Linked DNA regions of Capsicum annuum: region 2 is linked to region 1. The links are chromatin contacts, called in public Hi-C maps. All regions are on one chromosome and are shown on one strand. Each heading gives the region's core, a stretch centred on a gene start, on an enhancer-like site or on the middle of the called end of the contact. The rest is flanking DNA. Distances are from core to core; before and after follow the strand shown. Region 1 overlaps LOC107840876 (RAN GTPase-activating protein 2). Region 2 overlaps LOC107840842 (putative methyltransferase C9orf114 homolog).

Region 1 (6,596 bases), core at 1,922-4,421:
TGACGGGTACCCCAATCCAAAACAGCTTACAGGAGTTGTGGTCTCTTCTCAATTTTCTTCTTCCAAACATCTTCAATTCAGTGGAGAATTTTGAGGAGTGGTTTAATGCCCCCTTTGCGGACAAGTGTGATGTTTCTCTAACTGATGAAGAGGAACTATTGGTTATTCGCCGGTTGCACCATGTAGGTCTTGGTTTATTAATCACTAATATACACTTCTGTCATGCCTATTTAGTATTTATTGCACCTTTACAGATGCACCTTTTACTTCCCTTATTTAATGCTTTTGACTGCTTTTAGGTGATAAGGCCATTTATATTGAGGAGGAAGAAGGATGAAGTGGAGAAATTTCTCCCTGGAAAAACACAAGTTGTTCTTAAATGTGATATGTCTGCATGGCAGAGAGTATTCTACCAGCAGGTCACGGATGTTGGGAGGGTTGGATTAGATTCTGGTGAGTAGTAGCTGCCCTCCAGAAAGTATTGCCTTTAATTCATTCCAGTTATACGTGGTCGACTTAAATAAAAATTGGGTTTTGGGTGGGGGGTATGGATTTTTTATGGGGAGGGGAGGGGATAATCAACTGTTACTGTTTTGTACTCCCCGTCTCCCTCCTCCCTCCCTTCCCCCTTCTCGGGCCTCTACAGATCGATTTCTCTGAAATCTACATCCTCAATGACACCTTATACAACTCGTGCTCTTTTTTGTTTTTTTGCGCTCCTGATAAGTCTTTTCTCAAAAGCCGCAATCTATGGGGACTGATATTAGCCAAACAGAATAAATTTGCTGACAATGTGACTTTGCAGGAACTGGGAAGTCTAAGAGTCTGCAGAATCTCTCCATGCAACTAAGGAAATGTTGTAATCACCCGTACCTATTTGTGAGTGATTATAATATTCGTGAAAAAAAGGAAGAAATAGTCAGAGCGTCTGGAAAATTTGAGCTTCTTGATCGTTTACTACCCAAACTTCACAAAGCTGGGCACAGGGTCCTCCTCTTCTCACAAATGACCCGCCTCATGGACATTCTTGAAGTCTATCTGCACGCTCATCACTTCAAGTATCTTAGACTTGATGGCTCAACCAAAACAGAGGAACGAGGGACTTTGCTAAAGCAATTTAATGCTCCTGACTCTCCTTACTTTATGTTTCTTTTGAGTACTCGTGCCGGAGGACTCGGTCTGAATTTGCAAACAGCAGATACTGTGATAATTTTTGACAGTGACTGGAACCCTCAAATGGACCAGCAGGCAGAAGATAGGGCACATCGGATTGGGCAAAAAAAAGAAGTTCGGGTTTTTGTGCTGGTCAGTGTTGGATCAATTGAAGAGGTTATATTAGAGCGTGCAAAACAGAAGATGGGCATTGATGCTAAGGTCATCCAGGCTGGCTTGTTCAATACAACATCTACAGGTTTGTCATGTACACAATTGTGTTTTTAGAGAGCACTCCACACCTCCAAGCCAAAGCCTTCTTTATTTTACTTATGGTAAGAAACAAATTACATACTCCTTCCGTCTCAATCCAAAAAGAATGTTACCTTACTATAATTAGAAACAATTTAACTTTAAAAATTTTCTTTTACCCTTAATGAAATGATTTACAGCCACACAAATATCTTAGGATTGTTTTAGACCACAAGTTTCAAAAGTCTTCCTTTTTTCTTGAACACCGTGCCAAGTCAAAGGATGCAATATAAAATGGGATGGAGGGAGTAATAGTTATGCACCAGTTCTTTATTTGCTTTAAAGGTTGACCGGACAAATCAGGTTGGATTATAAGAAAAAATTGCATGTACCAAGTTTTACATGTGCTTTCAACATGTTAGTACTAATCTCTTTTGTTGACATGAATCAAGCATGCTTTTACCAAGTTCCACCTGTGTACTTGCAACATGTTAGTGTTGTGAATGTTGACTGATGTTTCTATCCATGGTTAGTGTTGTGAATGTTGACTGATGTTTCTATCCATGGTTAGTGTTGTGAATGTTGACTGATGTTTCTATCCATGGTCATACTTCTCGATCCTGTTCATAATGAATTCCAGCTTGACATTATTTGTTCATGCAGCTCAAGAAAGGAGGGAGATGTTGGAAGAGATCATGCGTAAAGGTACAAGCACCCTTGGAACAGATGTGCCAACTGAAAGAGAGATTAATCGTCTTGCAGCCCGCTCTGATGAGGAATTTTGGCTGTTTGAGAAAATGGATGAGGAGAGAAGGCAAAAAGAGCGTTACAGATCTCGTCTCATGGAAGATCACGAGGTACCAGATTGGGTTTATAATACACCTGACTCCAATGCAAAGGGAAAAGGGTTTTTATATGAAAGTGCTAACCTCACTGGAAAGCGACGTAGAAAAGAAGTGGTTTATGCCGATTCTTTAAGTGATATACAGTGGATGAAGGCTGTGGAGAATGGAGATGATTTCTTTAATCAATCAGGTAAAGGTAGGAACAGGGACCATCAGTCAGTCTCAAATGGTGAATTGCCAAGTGGCAATGCTGAAGTGGAGAGGAACAGACCGGACTGGAAGCCGGAAACTGTGTCTTTGGTGAGCGAGGGAACAAGTGAAGATACCTTTGGAGCAACTCCCAAAAGGTTCAAATCCGAGAGTGCAAGTTCCATGAGAAACAATTATCACGACTTGTCTGGCAGTAGTGTGGACGGATTATCGTGGAAGGCCCACAGGAGGAAGAGATCAAGCTTAGTATCCTGAAGTTGCCCTTTCACCTAGGAATTATTTTGGTCAGTGAAGCCATTAGTGAATATAGGGGAAACTTTGAAAGAATACAGCTTTGGCTATGAGCATATCAGAGCTAACTATGGGTCTAGTCATCTGTTCGGCTCGGTGTCTTACATGTATATTAGCATCTCATAATTTTTAGGTTTTGCATTTGCTACTATTGATTGTGCAGTAGTGGGGAAATTAGAGATATCAACTGGTGTACCATTATCTCTTTTTTGCTACAATTCTCAATTATTCTTATTTGGAGTTAATGCTGGATCAAGTTTCAGCAACTTGGCAACCATGCATAATATATTCTCAAGTTGATGTTACGAGCTAGTTAACTATTTCGAAGGACAAAGTATCCCTGTACCTGCTATTGGGTGTTTCACCGACCCAGAATGGGGCATTGTATGCAGTGCTTGCCAATAGAATTTAAAAAGGACTAATATGAGTTTTTGATTGATTCTAAGGGAAAAATCAGGGCCTTGAACCACACGCTTGCAGAACTTGAGTGAAAGCAGTTTCACTCGACTTTCTAACTAGATAATCCGTTGGCACCAAAAGATTAGAATCACAAACAGATGTGGATATAATGGAAATAAGCGTTCTTTAGGAAAAATTTGTAACAGTTTTCAAATGAAAGTAGCTTTTGAAAAATGTCGCCGGCAAAAAGGACATCAGCAATAACAAGCTTTCTTGTTTGATTATTGGCGAAGTAATTTTGAAAAAACACAACTCACAAGCGACGAAAGCTGGCACATGTATTTAGTTCTCCTATAAAATATAGCAAGTCAAATGCATCATGGGAATAAAAAGACAGGAGATCATCAAGTCTACATAACACAAAAAAATTCAAAATAAGTAGTTCTCACCCGTACCCTACATAATTCAGCTAGACCTAACTTGACCAATAAGGTAACAGCTCATTCCATCAAATTTAAATGACTGATGGAACTTTAAGTTAGAGCACTTGCTGGAGGAACATAATATGGCCAGCTTGGCAAGCAAAATGGTAAAACCAAAACTGCAACATGCAGAAGTTATCAAGTAGCGGATTCTAATTGCTATCTGGTGCGTCAAGACTTTCCTCTTTCTTGACGTCCAGGATTTTGAGTTTTGATTCTAGTTCATCCTCATCTTTACCCTCATCTCCAGATTCCTCCTCATCCTCATCCTCGTCTTCTCCTTCCGGGTCATTATCTTCCAGGGATGCAAGCATTTCAGGAGATTTCTTAAAGATCTCTTTCAACTCATCAACTCCTTCCTCTGAGATGAAGTTCCCATTCACATTTAGTGATTTAAACTCATCTTTGAGCAGTACGGTTTGAGCCAGCACTCTAGCCCCAGCCCTCCTTATACCAGTGCAGGTCATATCAACTTCAATCAGATGGTTGTGTCCTTGCAGACCCTTAGCAATCTGAATTGCACCTTCATCCTTGAGTTCATTCTCAGCAAAGCTTAGCTTGGAAAGAAGCTGCTTTGCAGCTATACAAGAAGCTATTGCTGGAGCAGCTTCAGCAGTTATATCATTACCTGCCATCTCCAAGACACCAAGTGAAGGGGCTGCGTCTTTAAGAGCGTTAGCTATGGCAATTGCTCCTTCATCCTCTAAATTAAGGTAGCTCAGGTAAACTTCTGTGAGATTTTCATGTTTGCTGAGTGCCTTACTCAACACTAGACCAGCTTCTGGACCAAACATATTGTCCCGCAAATCAAGCTTCTTCAAATGGGAGCACATCCCAAGTGCTTCACACAAGGCAATCCCTCCTTCAGAGCCTACCCTGGTAGAAGAGCACCTGAAATCTTCCAATAAAGGGGAGCGCTTCACAATTTCCGCAATTGCGACAGCTCCTTCATCACCTGTCATATTATTATGAAAATGAAGAACCTTAAGCTTCTCGGTGGAAGGAACTAGCTCGCTAACAGCCCTTGCAGCTTCCTGTGAGATCCCATCATTCATCAAAAATAGTTCTTCCAAGTTGGTTTGAGACTGAAGGAGCTTTCCAAATGCTCTAACTCCCTTCTCACCCAGAGCATTATCAGAGAGATTCAGAAACTTCAAGTTAGAATCTTCCAGAGCTTCTGAGAATATATTCATGACATCAAGTGCTTCTGCCTCATTTCTTCCAGCAACAAAATCTGACAAATCAACTTCCTTCAACTGATCCTTCAAGGATGCCAAGATAGGGCCTGCAATACGTGCTGCATTTACACCAAAGCTTCTATTGCTGAAACAAATTTTGCTGAAAGAGTTTCCAGACTCTTTTAATGGCTTTAAAAGTTCTTGAGCCTCTTCCGCTTCAATAAAAGCCCTTTTTCCTTTTGAGATATCGAAAAAGGTTTCCTGAACAGTAGGAATAACCTCGGAAAATGAAATCTCCTCGTGCTCTGATCTGGGCATCTGTTTTAGAAGTTCCAGGATAAGCTTGCTGCATTCCTTGGCATAAAGTTGCACAGCAGAACTCCCATCACCGTCAGGCTCCTTCTCATAATGTTGACTAGAAACGGTAAAAGCTGCATGTTCAATTTGTTCAGCACTTGTGGCAGCATCTTCCTTGGATAGACAGCGGTACTTGCGGGTGAAAATGGTTGGACTAGAAAGATTGTTCGTCATTCTTTCAACCAGCATTTTTCTTGTGTTCTCACTTGGAGGCCACAGTTTAATTGAAAATGGTCTTCGCTGAGAATTCAATATTGTGGCATCCATTGGAGGAAACCTAGAATCAAGGAATATAGTGGAACATGCCTCAGTTTCTATAGAAAAATAAAGTAATTAGCTTTCAAGACATATAACTACTAACAAGATTCATCTCTGGCAGTTAAGTTTGTGCAAACCTACTTCAACATAACAACAACAACAACAACAAACCCAGTGTATTCCCACCTAGTGGGGTCTGGGGGGGGGTAAGATGTACGCAGTCCATACCTCTACCTCTGATGAAGTAGAAAGGCTGTTTCCGATAGACCCCCGGCTCAAGGCACGAGATTACTTCAACATAAAACAAACTAAATATAAATCATAGGGAAATCAAATTTCAAGAGGTCAACTTCTTCCTCATAGAGAAATGAGATACATTTTTTTGACAAGTCAATATTTCATCGCAAAACACCAAGCAGGTGTCAAAAGATTGATGAAGTTGTTTCTACGTCTGAATCTGAGTATTCCACAATCATCCATCATCGAAAATGAGATTGAGTTTTCTACTCTTTTATAAACTACCTTACAATGCACCATATTCATATACAACAAAGTAAAATATTCAAAATCAAAATTATTACATTCACCAGATGTATTTCATTTCACCACACTAAAACACATTAAAACATTCTTGAATACAAAAAAAATGCTACACATTACAGAAGAAAATTATGAGTGGAGCAGCATATATATACAATTTACAAACAAAAGCTGCTAAAAACATCAGAAACTTGTACTACTAAACAAAATCCTTCTTTTTCCTCTACAAACAAACAAATCTCACGAGAAAAATAAAAAATTTATACCCAACCAAGGGGTGTAACTCTCCACAGTAATTGCAACCTACTCTACTCTAAATACCCTTAAGAAAATGTTTTCCGATTTTCTCATGTTCTGTTGGTCTTTGAAAAATATTTTCCCCGAAAAACAAGCTCCTTAAAAATGACTTGCAAAGTAGGAAAAACAAGTTCTACAAGTAGCATTCCATATTAATTATATCCTCCCTACACCTTCCAACACACCTTATATTCACCCCACCTCACATGTTATTTGCCTAGATTATATACACACACTTCTAAAATAATCTTTTTACATGTATACCGAACACAAAGAAAAAAAAATAAGAAACCCACTTATTTTCCCGAAAAACATTTTCTTTTCCAAAAAACATT
Region 2 (6,520 bases), core at 301-2,800, 110 kb before region 1:
TTTTTATATGTGTCAGGCAACTCTTTTGCCACCAGTGAGGTGTCGACTTATTGTACTTCATTCCAACCTTTTCTGCTAGCAGGAAGCCATCTTCATTTCTCTACAATACTTACAAGAGCCAATCAACAGTGTCCTGCAGAAGTTTTAGGACCTTGGAAGTTACCAACTGCTTCAAGAACCCAGGATACATGTGAAGTCGGCTGTATGACCTCTTCTATGCTCAGATATTGAAGACATTTCAAAGCGAGAAAATCACAAGGTATTGCAGCTGGTGTTGGCACCTCCTGGTTTGAGGAACTCGAGGTTATTGCACCATGAGTTGGTTTTGAATGCGTCAAGGAAAATTGACCTGATTGTATGTACTCTTCTGCCGGTGCTGCTATAAGTACTCTGGCAATGTCACCTGAATCAAAATTCTTGCCCTCCCAAAGTTGGACAGTCCTCAAGTTCTGTTACTTGTCCTCACCATAGTTCGCACATAACTGAGTTTCTTCTTTTGTTTCCTTTTCTGTACTCCATTTTGACATAAACCTAACAAATGGGAGGTGGAACAATCATTAGAAGTTTGAACGTTGGAGTTTGATCGGCTGGGTGTCAGTCTTCAGGTTCAACTGAACCTATTGACTACTTTTTTATTTTGTACCTCTAGTATTATAAGCCTCGTGATGGCTTCCATTCTATAGATTCTTGTCTTTTATACAAGGGAAAAGGGTCAAAAATACTCCTGTATTTTGAAAAATTGGTCAACTTTACCCTCAGTCATTATTTGGGGTCATATATACTCCTGCTGTTATGAAAGTTTATATATGTGTCCTTCAACTATCGAAATAGCCCAAATAACATTAATTGACCTGTTTTTTTTAAAAAATTAAATCCAACCCGACCCACCCATCAAAAGGACCCAAGCATTATACATCTTCCGACTTTATGAATGTCAAATAAATATATGTAAGTTGCATAACTTGCTTAACCTTATCATAATCAACAAGAAGCAGAATGTAACAAATTCACTGCCAAGATTTAGCTAATGAAGAAAGAATATACAAATACAACCAATTAAGGATTTTAGAACGGTACTCTTGAAGTAAACATTAAGAAAGGAACTCGCCATACCTTGGAGGAGTTCAGTTGTGGAACATCAGAATTAAAACCCAAAACAAAGCTTGATTGCTGGAGTTCTTTTAAGGGATTCCAAGCAATAGAAGCTAATTTGCATGAAACATTTCCAAATTTAGATACAGATCCATTAACATTCTGAAATTCAGCCTACAAAAAAAAAGACTAAAAGTTAATCTCTGCATTTTTTAGTAACATCCATAATGTGTCAACTATAAGATATATAGTCAGGAGAGTTCAAAACGTTATCTGTAATGGTCAATTTCAGAGTTCGGATAGAACAAGTACTTTTCCATAGAGATAAGCGACATAAATGACCAAATTGGAAAAACATGGCTCATGAGGCAGAAAGTCGAAGAAGGAGCAGACTCTAGACAGACACCTGCAGCTGTCAATTTGTCAATTCAAATGGATCTAGGAGCTCAAACACTTTCACTTGGCCATCTGAATACGCAGCAACCTATGGAAAGAAAATAGTGAAATATGTACAATGCTTGGGTCCTTTTGATGGATCGGTCGGGTCAGGTTTGGGTTTTATTTAAAAACGGGTCAGTTAGTGTTATTTGGGCTATTCCGTTAGTTGAAGGGCACATATATAAACTTTCATAACGATGGGGTATATATGACCCCAAAGTATGATTGAGGGTAAAATTGATCAATTTTTCAAAGTACAGGGTATTTTTGACCTTTTTCCCTTTACATAAACTGATGGGAGTTTTGATTCAAACGGAAATTATCAAGCCTCATAAATACTCCTTTGTTTCAATTTAAGTTTCTTATTTTTATTTTTGATTTGTCAAAAAAGAGTGCATCTTTCTTTAAGACCGCTAGATTTGGTGGTAATTCTTAATCTTCATGCTCCGTCTAATTAACACACTTGAATTGAGACGGAGTGAGTAGAATTTTGGTGGTACTTTGACACATCATCAATTACAGTTACATCTTTTGCCCTTAACAAAGAGGGGATTATAATATGAGTATTTAATAAAGATGGGACTAAGTAATGGATATTCTTCTCTAATATGAACTCTTAGGTGGTCATTTGGTTTGTGAAATTATTCTAGGATCATAACAGGGGAATTATAGTGTTTCAATAGATAATCATGTTTTTTAACTTGACTTCAACAGAAAGTTATATCTTTTAATTTGAAATGTGCATAAATAGGCCTTTAAATTTGCATAAAGTTGAATAAGTAGATAAATGTGTCCTACATGGTGTCTCATGTGAAATGTCATGTCGGATACATGTGTCTACTTATTTAACTTTATACAAGTTTAAAGGTCTATTTATGCATATTTAAAGTCGGAGGACATAACTATCCGTTGAGATCAAGTTAAAGGACACATTTATATATCATGTCATTTATAATATTATGATTAAAGGAAGATGGAATTATATAATGGATTTACTTTTATTGGTATGTTTTGGGTTTATCGGATTAAAAATAGGATATACATAATAATATAAAATATTTATTTGATTTAAATTAGGTAAATTTGGGGATATTTTTTTTTAACTAACCTTCGTTTTTTTAAAGACAGTTGGAGAAAAGCCTTGGAGAATGGCACACATTTGTTGCATTAGTAGTCCAGGGCTATGATTCACATAGAGGGTGATGCAAAAATAACATCATAATTCTGGTATAAATAGTGTCAACATTATTAGCTTAAAAGTTAAAAAATCTACCAGATATATAATTTTAACTCACTTTTATGCCGAGATTATCTCTTGGCCTTCTGATTGAATGATCTTTTATTGTCAATATTGCTCTGGTTAAATTCTTCTCAATCATATTATAAAATATTAATTTCTCTAATACTAAAAGTGTTGGGTATTTCAGAAATAATAAATATTTAATTATCTCCAAAGAAATATTAATTGTGATCAAAATATTATTGTTGTCGACTTCAATTTTTTGGTCAAGAAGAGATTGTTGCCAACATCCAATTTTATTTATTAACATTCATTGCCTTTGATGGCATTTTTCATCCATATCATTTATAACCTTTTGAACGTTGGTATCAAATGGAATACTTTGGCATCTTACTCATAAATATTTTCCTCATCTGCAGAGACAGAAATAAGGTAGAATACAAGCAAATAAGCAAGAATAATTTTTGAGAAAGTTCTACATACTTAATGAAGTGCAGCCTAATACAGTAAACCGGATTGAAGAACATATTTCATCTACGTGTCTAACAGTCTTCTATTCTAGTTATTATGTATTACGAAGTTTATTGAGTTGTAATTTTCATGCTTTCTTAGTGCATTGTGTTATAAACTAATTTAGGAGTCTAGTTTTCAAGTTTGGATAACTTGAAGACTTGAGAAAATAAACCCTAGAAGGTTTGTGTGTTTTTAGGAATAAAAGTTAGTTCCTAGGTTTGCTAGAGTTTTGTAATCTGATTTTCAAGTGGTGAAACATTAAGTGGGTTTCAATGATTTGGGAGATTGTTGAATATTTGAAATTAGAGTTTATAATTTCTTGGATTACACAGTTTGTAATCTTTTATTCCGAGGTTCACTATAGTGAAGTTGGGGTTAAATCCTATAGAGGTACAGGTCGTAATTTTTTTACACCTTTTGTGAGCTAAGTGTTTTTCATGTAAAATTATCGCGTTCACTATTTACTATTTTTAATGTTTTTGCTGGAACAATAGGCAACCTGATCATCCGTAGGTGAAAATAAGGCATAACTCATGTGAGTTATTAGTACATGCAGAAATATAAATTGTTATCAGAGCGGGTTATCTTGTGAAAGCTAACACCTTAAGATAAGATCAAAATAAATTTTGCACCTCCACTCAGACACGATGAGGGCCAAGACATCAACTGACATTTATTATTCAATAAAAATTCAACTTAAGGTGGAAAGAAAGAAAAAGTTTTTTGCAAGCTATGGACTATGAACTCTGGAATAGGGTCATTAATGGACCTTAGTACCATATGAAAAAGGATGCTGAAAATAAGGATGTACTAAAAGAAAATGATGAGTATAATGCGGATGACTTTAAGATGTTTGAAAAGAATAAAATAGCTAAGTACATTCTTATTTGCGGATTTGGACCAGATGAATACAATATGATCTCGATTGTACCACAACAAAATAAATTTGGGACACTCTTGTGTACATGTATGAAAAGAACATGAAGACCTTCGTGAAAAATGAAGGAACTAAGGATAGGTCACTAGCATTAAAAGATCCTGACAGTGAAGAACCAAATCTGAATGTTAGAAAGCTTATCAAGAACTTCAAAAGGTGTTTTAAGAAAGAAAAGCAACAGAACAGGAAAGGAACAAGTAGTAGGTATTGATCCAACTACAAGTCTCAAGATAATTGCTTCAAGTGTGCAAATATAGATTACACGATCAAAGATTGTTCATTGTGAAAAAATGAGCGAAAAAATAAAAAGCTGAAAAAAAGTTGAAGATAAAAGAAAAATCGGACTCCAAAAAGAAAGAATCCTTTGTTATGATGGTGACATGAGGATCAAAATCAAAAGAATATAATGATGAAGTTGATGAAACAAAACTCATGGCAATAGGTGATTCTGATTTGAAAGAAGAAGTAAAATCTGAGCTAAGACTACTTGATCTTAAAAATAAATTGCATTTTTGTTCTAAGAAAAGACTAATTTCTTTGATGAATCCATTGATTGGTGATTTTCATGAGCTAACATCTAATAAGATTAGTTATTCGGTGTTTTTGTATGTCTAAAGTTTGATTACATTAATCTTGAGACCTGCAAAAATGTCACTGATACAGAAAACTGCTCCTTAAAGAAACAAATCAGTCAACTTAATTCATCTAACTTAGATCTAAAATCTGAAATCTTAAAATTGTCAATTATTGAAAAAAGAAGTCAAGAGTGAAAATTAATAAAAAAAACTGACTCGGAACTGAAGCAATGCAAAAATGATTTTTTGTGAAAAAAAAAAGTCAGAAAACTGAATCTAAAAGTGTCTAAGTTAAAATTGAATCTTAAAAGAGCAAATAAATGGACTCAATCTTCCAAAATTATAAATAAGATAGATGGAAGGACAAATAATGAAAAAGGGGGTTTAGATTTTCATAAAAAAATAATTATTACTGAGAGTTTATGCTATATTTATGGACAACTTGAACATCCCGCTACTGAATTTTCAGTTGCAACAGGTTTTGTATGTAAAAGCATAGAGCTGACTAGAGAATGATCTCAATTCTGTTAAAAGAAATAGGTCTACTAACCTGTTATGAAGTTGGAAAAAAAGAAGTTTGATTCATCCATCTGATCATAAGAAATAATTCAAGCTTATCTGGATTCCTAAAACTAACATTTGATTGTTTTACAGGTTTGAGTGAAAATAAGCAAGCAAACATGACATATGAATAGTGTTTACTCAAGACATATGAAGGGGATAAGCTAAAAAAATTTCACTCGCAGATATGAAGGGAGAAAATGTAACCTTTAAAATGGAATGAAAAAGAAAATATGTGGCATTAGAAAGACCAAAAATCTTGTAATGGGAGAACCATAGATGAAACATGTGGATGAACCTGGTCCATCATAGAAATCTAATTGAAAATGATTAAGATTAAATGAGTATTCATCAATGATTGGCAAAATAACATTGTACAAAATTTATATTAAGTTTGATTTTATGCTCAATCTTATGCATTTATTTGTATATCTCTATACCATTTTCAAGTTCAAGTAATCATGCAATATACTCCCTCAGTTTAAAAACGAACGACCTACTTTGACTTGGCATAAAGTTTAAGAAAATAAAGAAGATTTTTGAATCTTGTGGCCTTAAATTAAAATTGTATCAAATGTACCAAAATGCCCTTTAATTTGTGGCCCTAAACATGCCATGTGAAAATTTGAAATTAAAGTATTGCCAAAAAAGAAAAGGGGTCATTCTTTTTTAAACGGATTAAAAAGAAAATTAGGTCATTCTTTTTTAAACGGAGAGAGTAATATTATATTTGCCTATTTCATAAAAATATGTCTGAAAATAAAAAATAAAATCATTGATTGAAATATTGATCAAGCTATGTGTACCATTTTTTTCTTTCAAATATTAAAAATAATTATAAAACACTTATACCCCTTTCTTTCAAAATGTCCAAAAGATATTGACTCCTGAAAAAACTCTATAACCATCACTCTTTCAAAAATAAAAAGTCCAAGATAATGACATTCCTTTTTTATATAAAGTTGTCAGTTTCATCTCATCAAACATCTTTTCAAAGCCAGACTTAATTAATGATTTAGGTGTTGGTCATGTGAATAGTGATTCTAAGAGATAACCTATTACTAAAATTGTTGTTGATAAATGTGTTCCTGTTGTGTATGATTAAGAGAAAAGTGAGGTACCGAGTGAGGAAAAATCGCCTGGAGGTGTGAATCAGGAGGAATC

The links. Hi-C and Micro-C count contacts between places; a contact is called where the count stands out from the background.
Region 2: a contact with region 1 is called in a Hi-C map of bud, with 4 times the contacts expected there. The contact joins two enhancer-like sites. A contact is called at or near these places in 4 of 5 Hi-C or Micro-C datasets (bud, leaf, pericarp and 1 more).

What each region holds. Positions count from the first base shown.
Region 1 is chr1:162,476,631-162,483,226 of UCD10Xv1.1, reverse strand. It overlaps LOC107840876 (RAN GTPase-activating protein 2), which reads right to left. Exons shown (of 2, transcript XM_016684821.2): 2 at 3,511-5,443. The coding sequence starts at 5,433. The coding sequence ends at 3,784. LOC107840867 (probable ATP-dependent DNA helicase CHR12) reads left to right here. Exons shown (of 12, transcript XM_016684810.2): 9 at 1-182; 10 at 300-453; 11 at 806-1,411; 12 at 2,068-3,055. The coding sequence ends at 2,714. Among protein-coding and RNA genes, the nearest start is that of LOC107840876, 3.8 kb to the right of the region's middle. Within about 2 kb of position 3,171, at least 4 of the 5 cell types and tissues checked have an H3K27ac peak or open chromatin away from gene starts, as enhancers often do. A contact at or near this core is called in bud and leaf, where this site is marked.
Region 2 is chr1:162,582,976-162,589,495 of UCD10Xv1.1, reverse strand. LOC107840842 (putative methyltransferase C9orf114 homolog) reads left to right here. Exons shown (of 12, transcript XM_016684795.2): 12 at 83-798. The coding sequence ends at 148. Among protein-coding and RNA genes, the nearest start is that of LOC124892474, 11 kb to the left of the region's middle. Within about 2 kb of position 1,550, at least 4 of the 5 cell types and tissues checked have an H3K27ac peak or open chromatin away from gene starts, as enhancers often do. A contact at or near this core is called in bud and leaf, where this site is marked.